Linked DNA regions of Mus musculus: region 2 is linked to region 1. A link is a contact called in public HiChIP or PLAC-seq data. All regions are on one chromosome and are shown on one strand. The core of a region is the stretch at or near the end of the contact, and the rest is flanking DNA. Distances in the headings are between cores, read along the strand shown. Region 1 overlaps Ift74 (intraflagellar transport 74). Region 2 overlaps Mysm1 (myb-like, SWIRM and MPN domains 1).

Region 1 (2,651 bases), core at 89-2,588:
ACACAGTGAACTAATAGGGGCATCTATGCCTGAGAGAGCTTTTCTGTGTTCGCTTCTCCATATCCTTCGCTCCCCCCCCCTTGCCTCCCTCACCCTCATGTCTAGGACAGCCAGACTGGTTCTCCTGACTGCTTGTTTATGCTGCGGATTGCCTGAAATCAGCACACAAGCATACGCTGCCAGCTGCAACCCGAACTAGGGACACACATGACCACGCGGGTCTTTCTACACCCAGCCCCTTCGTATGCATAAAGAATCATGGAGATGAAGGTACAAAGGGCTCCAGACAAGGTAGTTTATTGACATAAAAACCTTTTGATACTTAAAGATGGGAAACAATACATATCTTTTCGACTTTACGTGATGATATTTTGAGTGGTTTGACAGGGATGGATTTAAAGGAAATAGACACCTTATCATTTATTGGTATTGCAATTTTTTTTTTCAAGACAGGGTTTCTCTGTATAGCCCTGGCTATCCTGGAACTCACTTTGTAGACCTTGAACTCAGAAATCTGCCTGCCTGTGCCTCCCTTTTTCTTCTCAGATGACTCTAGTTTGTGTCAAGTTGACTAAAAAATAACTAGCATGGTCTCCTAGCAAGGAAAGAATACCACTTTTGGCAGGAGACTCTCTAATTCTGTGGAGCTCATAGCTGTGGAAGATGGTAGTGTAGCGGTAGATCTGCCTAATCTAGGTGCACAGCATGTATTCATATTAATTGTGTCGTGTTTTCATTGCCAGGGCATATTTGGGAGGAGATTTATCGCAACATAGAGAGCCAAGGCAATTCCTATTTCAATTTCAGTTAGTGTGGATAGCTTGCTAAATTCCCTATTTTGAATTTAGACCCCCCCTCCCCCACCACACACCTACTTCTCTCATGCCAATGTAGCAGTAAGCAATAAATTCCTATTTCAAATACTTTTAAATTGCTATGTTGAGTACATAAAAATTAATGACTAACTTTTTACTTTTGGCTTCGTCCAACTAGCAAAATAGTTGAATTATAGTAGACATGTCCCTTTTCAGCAGGGAAACAACAGTACTTATAAGTACAAGGTGTACTTTAAAATATAGAGTGAGAAGCCTCTGAGTGACTAAGGCGGGGGGGGGGGGTACTGTGCATATACTAATTACTTATCTCAGTGCTGCCATAGAGATAGAATATATATATCTCAGTAGTGAGATACAATTTCTACATACTGCTTGAAGGCATACAAGAAGGGTACAGTCCATTCTGAAAGAAAGTCGTAACAACTGGTCTACAGTTTACAAGCAAACAAAGATGAATGCTGGTGTGTGGCTTTTTTTCTCCTTTATATTTACTGTAAGACCCCACCCTATAGAATGGTCCTATTCTTAGTTAATTCGAGTCTTCCCACCTCAACTTAATCCCTCATAGACACACCCCGAAAGCTTTTTGGATAGTTTTAGATATAGTCAACAGTCAATAGTGCCAGGCCAGAATGAGCTTGGTAAGAGTGCTTCAAAATACTAAAATCTCTAAATTGGTAAGAATTAAATTATTGCTCAAAAGGCCTCACTACCTATAAGAAAAAAAAAAAAAACTCTGTAGAAGTTTGTTTGAACAGAGTATTTATTTTAGATTCCATCTTAGTAGTGCGTGGCATGTACCAAATACAACATAAAGCCCTCAATGATTTTCCAAAGCAGTGGTTATCAAATATTAGTATGACTTTTTGCTAATATACAAAACACTGAGCACTATTCTCACAGTTTCAAACTGAAGTCTCAGGTAGTACCTCAGAATATGCATTTCAAGCTAGTTTCAGGTGTGTTAAGATATCACAACTCTAAGTTTTTTAAAAACAATCTTGCTAGGTCAATAACCACATTAAACAATGAACTGCTCTTTCTTGGATATATACACTGAGAATCCATAGAACAATGAGCTGCTCTTCCTTGGATATATACACTGAGAATCCATAGGCTAGGAATTCGAAGTGCCATTTCAACAAACACTTATAGGAAAATGTTTTCTATGAACTGTATCTTGGGTATTCCGAGCTTTTGGACTAATATCCACTTCTCAGTAAGTGCCTATCATGTGTGTTCTTTTGTGACTGGGTTACCTTACTCAGAATGATATTTTCTATTTCCATCCATTTGCCTAAGAATTTCATGAATGCACTGTTTTTAATAGCTGAGTAGTATTCCATTGTGTAAATGTACTACATTTTCTGTATCCATTCCTCTGTTGAAGGGCATCTGGGTTCTTTCCAGCTTCTGGCTATTATAAATAAGGCTGCTATAAATACAGTGGAGCATGTGTCCTTGTTATATTTTGGAGCATCTTTTGGGTATATGCCCAGAAGTGGTATAGCTGGTTCCTCAGGTAGTACTATGTCGAATTTTCTGAGGAACTGCCAGACTGATTTCCAGAGTGGTTGTACCAGCTTGCAATCCCACCAGCAATAGAGGAGTGTTCCTCTTTCTCTATATTCTTGCCAACATCTGCTGTCACCTGAGTGTTTGACCTTAGCCATTCTGACTGGTGTGAACTGGAATCTCATGGTCGTTTTGACTTGCATTTCCCTGATGACTAAGGATGTTACATTTCTCATGTAACATTTCTCTAGGTGCTTCTTGGCCATTCAAGATTCCTCAGTTGAGAATTCTGTTTAGCTC
Region 2 (2,651 bases), core at 110-2,609, 270 kb before region 1:
GGAGGACTACATAGTAAGACCCTGTCATTTAAAAATAAAACAAAACAAACAAACAAACAAAAAAAACAAGACAAAACAAAGCTGGGCATGGTGGCGCACGCCTTTAATCCCAGCACTCGGGAGGCCGAGGCAGAGGCAGAGGCAGGCGAATTTCTGAGTTCGAGGCCAGCCTGGTCTACAAAGTGAGTTCCAGGACATCCAGGGCTACACAGAGAAACCCTGTCTTGAAAAGAAAAAAAAAAAAAAAAGATCATCTGCTTCAGCATATGAGTACTAAAGTTGTAATTAGATTTTAGCATGATTTATGTAGAGGAGTCTTTTATAAACGCCTTTAAATGTGTAGATTGGAGTTGATTTATACAGTTGTGTTGTATATAAGATATTGCATGACAGTTTATGAACTTGTTGCTGTTTTCTCACAATATTAACAGTTTTGTAAATTTTTTCACTATGCATTTACAGTGTTCTATAACAATATATGACTTAAAACTATTTTATACATTTAAATGTTATGTTGTATATATCTACATTAAAGAATATTGTAAATATCAATGTTTGTAAAATTATAAGTTTTCCAAAAATATAAACTCATTTTTCCATATCTACTTGTGGCATATTAAAAATACCAGTTTTTAAGCTTTGACGTATTATCTTGTAGTGAAAGAGGAGGATCATGCTGTCAATTCAATGTAAGCAAATGTTAAAAATAAAACAGGTAGTTTTTGATGTCTTTGTAAATTATTAGCAATGTTATTGAATTACAGAAGAAAGGCACTTAGTTACCGTGCTATTGCTGTAACAAAACATCATGACCAAGGCAACTTACAAAAGAGAGCATTTAATTTGGGGTTCACACTTGGATCCAGAGAGCCCATATCAGGGAGTCTGGCAGCAGGCAGTTAAGCATGGCATTGGAGCAGTAGCTGGGAGCTTTGACACCCTATTCCCAAGCAGAAAGCAGAGAAAGAGGAAAGCTTTGGAAACTGTAAGGCCTACTCTTCTGTGTCACCTCCTCCCACAAGGTTCTGCCTGCTAATCATTCCCAAACTGGTCCGCCAGTGGAGGGAGACCAAGGGTTCAAATGCATGACCCGTGGGGCCGTCCGGGAACATTCCTATCCCACAGCCACATTAACTCAGCCAGGCTTCGCTGACCATCTCTTAGACTGCTCACCGTCAGCTTTATTGTAGAAAGGCAGAGAGGAAAAGAGAAGGTAGAAAGAAAGAGGCCGGCCATGGCCATGTGGAGGTGGGGGGAAGGCAGAGAGAGAAGGAGGGCTAGAGGTGAGAGTAAGAAAGGTGGGAGCTTAAGAGAGAGAGAGGAGGGGCCAAGCCGCCCCTTTTATAGTGGGCTGGGCTATCTTGCAGTTGTATGGTAGCTGTGGGGAGGAGCATACGCAGCTGCTAGAGTCAGGTAACTGGGGGTGGAGTCTAGCCAGAATGCCAGAAGCTCGGGCCTTTATCTGCATGACTGATAGTCACAGAATTATGGAGTTGGGGGTCTGTGGTATCAGACACCTTTCCCTGGGAACGTGGCTCACTGTTCTGTCCCTTGTAGAGTTTTCTACTGGGTCACCAGAGCAGGCCGAATTCAACCAAAATAGGCTGCCTTTCACGGCCCCACATAGAAAATATTCTAAAATTTTAAAATTTTCTAGTAAGTACAAAGTGAAACTCTCACCTCAAAAAAAAAAAAAAAAATCAGTGTAAAGTATAAATATTGGTTTAACTGATTTTGAATGTTCCATTTTTTTCCTAGTATGTAAGAAATACATTGTATATAAAGTAAGGTAATATCTTTATATTATCCTCATTAAAAACACCCACTTAGGGATGTAGCTCAGCATTACCTTGCTAGATGTGTGGGATCTGTCCATTTGTTAAGTATGTGTATGGCATCCCATGCTATAGTCTGTCCTAGTGGAAAGTCACATTGTTCCTGTGTCTCTACTACAGGGGTTTGGTTTGGTTTGGCTTTTCTGTTGTTTTATCTCCTATCAGTACTTGCAGGAGAGATTCTTAGTGATTGCTAAGCCAACAGTTTTATCCCTTTTAAATTTTTTAGTGTCTTGGAGAAGTTTTTATTTTTATAGTAATTTAAAGTCAAGTACCCAAGTAAAAACGATGATTTATTTACAAGGTAACAAAATCCTGAGAGTGTTAATTCCATAAAGCATGTATTTCAATGGAAGTTCATTCCTCCATGTAACTGTTAGGGATTCTTACGGTTAAGCATTTGGTTTAACTTTCCGATTGCAGCCATGGTGTGAGAGGCCAGCATTGTCTCAGGGTCCTGTTTGTGCTTGCATGGTTTTCTGCATCACTGAACCTCGAGTTTATCTTCTGACAGAATGCTGGTTTAAACACAGGCTTACACCACATACATATTCATTCGGAATCTTGCATTTTCAGAAAGATATACTAAAATAGAATGCTTGCTTTTGTCTTCCATATTTTTCCTCTTATCCTACTAGACATATTAGGGCATAAAGGATTTAATGGGTGTAGTGGCTATAAACGCTGAAATCAAAGGCACCTTTGTGCCAAGTTCACTGGGAAGTACTCTTGGGGGTACTTGTGAGGGACTGCACATTGGAAATATGAAATGCTCTATAAATCTCAGACATTTTGAACCTCACTGTCATGTCACAG

The links. HiChIP or PLAC-seq counts read pairs in DNA pulled down with a chosen protein or histone mark.
Region 2: an H3K27ac HiChIP or PLAC-seq map of embryonic stem cells shows a contact between it and region 1, with 4 times the contacts expected there. The contact joins two enhancer-like sites. A contact is called at or near these places in 19 of 39 promoter capture datasets (the 3T3-L1 cell line, 3T3-L1-derived adipocytes, the C10 cell line and 10 more), 25 of 484 Hi-C or Micro-C datasets (the AtT-20 cell line, the C2C12 cell line, LSK cells and 17 more), 5 of 115 datasets of contacts at active chromatin or transcription factors (all in embryonic stem cells) and 3 of 9 other capture datasets (adipose tissue, liver and pancreatic islet).

What each region holds. Positions count from the first base shown.
Region 1 is chr4:94,672,453-94,675,103 of GRCm38.p6, reverse strand. The region is part of intron 13 of Ift74 (intraflagellar transport 74); the gene reads right to left. Among named protein-coding and RNA genes, the nearest start is that of Mir872, 8.6 kb to the right of the region's middle. Within about 2 kb of position 1,338, at least 2 of the 459 cell types and tissues checked have an H3K27ac peak or open chromatin away from gene starts, as enhancers often do. A contact at or near this core is called in embryonic stem cells, where this site is marked.
Region 2 is chr4:94,940,124-94,942,774 of GRCm38.p6, reverse strand. Mysm1 (myb-like, SWIRM and MPN domains 1) reads left to right here. Exons shown (of 20, transcript NM_177239.3): 20 at 1-734. Among named protein-coding and RNA genes, the nearest start is that of Eqtn, 13 kb to the right of the region's middle. Within about 2 kb of position 1,359, at least 12 of the 459 cell types and tissues checked have an H3K27ac peak or open chromatin away from gene starts, as enhancers often do. A contact at or near this core is called in embryonic stem cells, where this site is marked.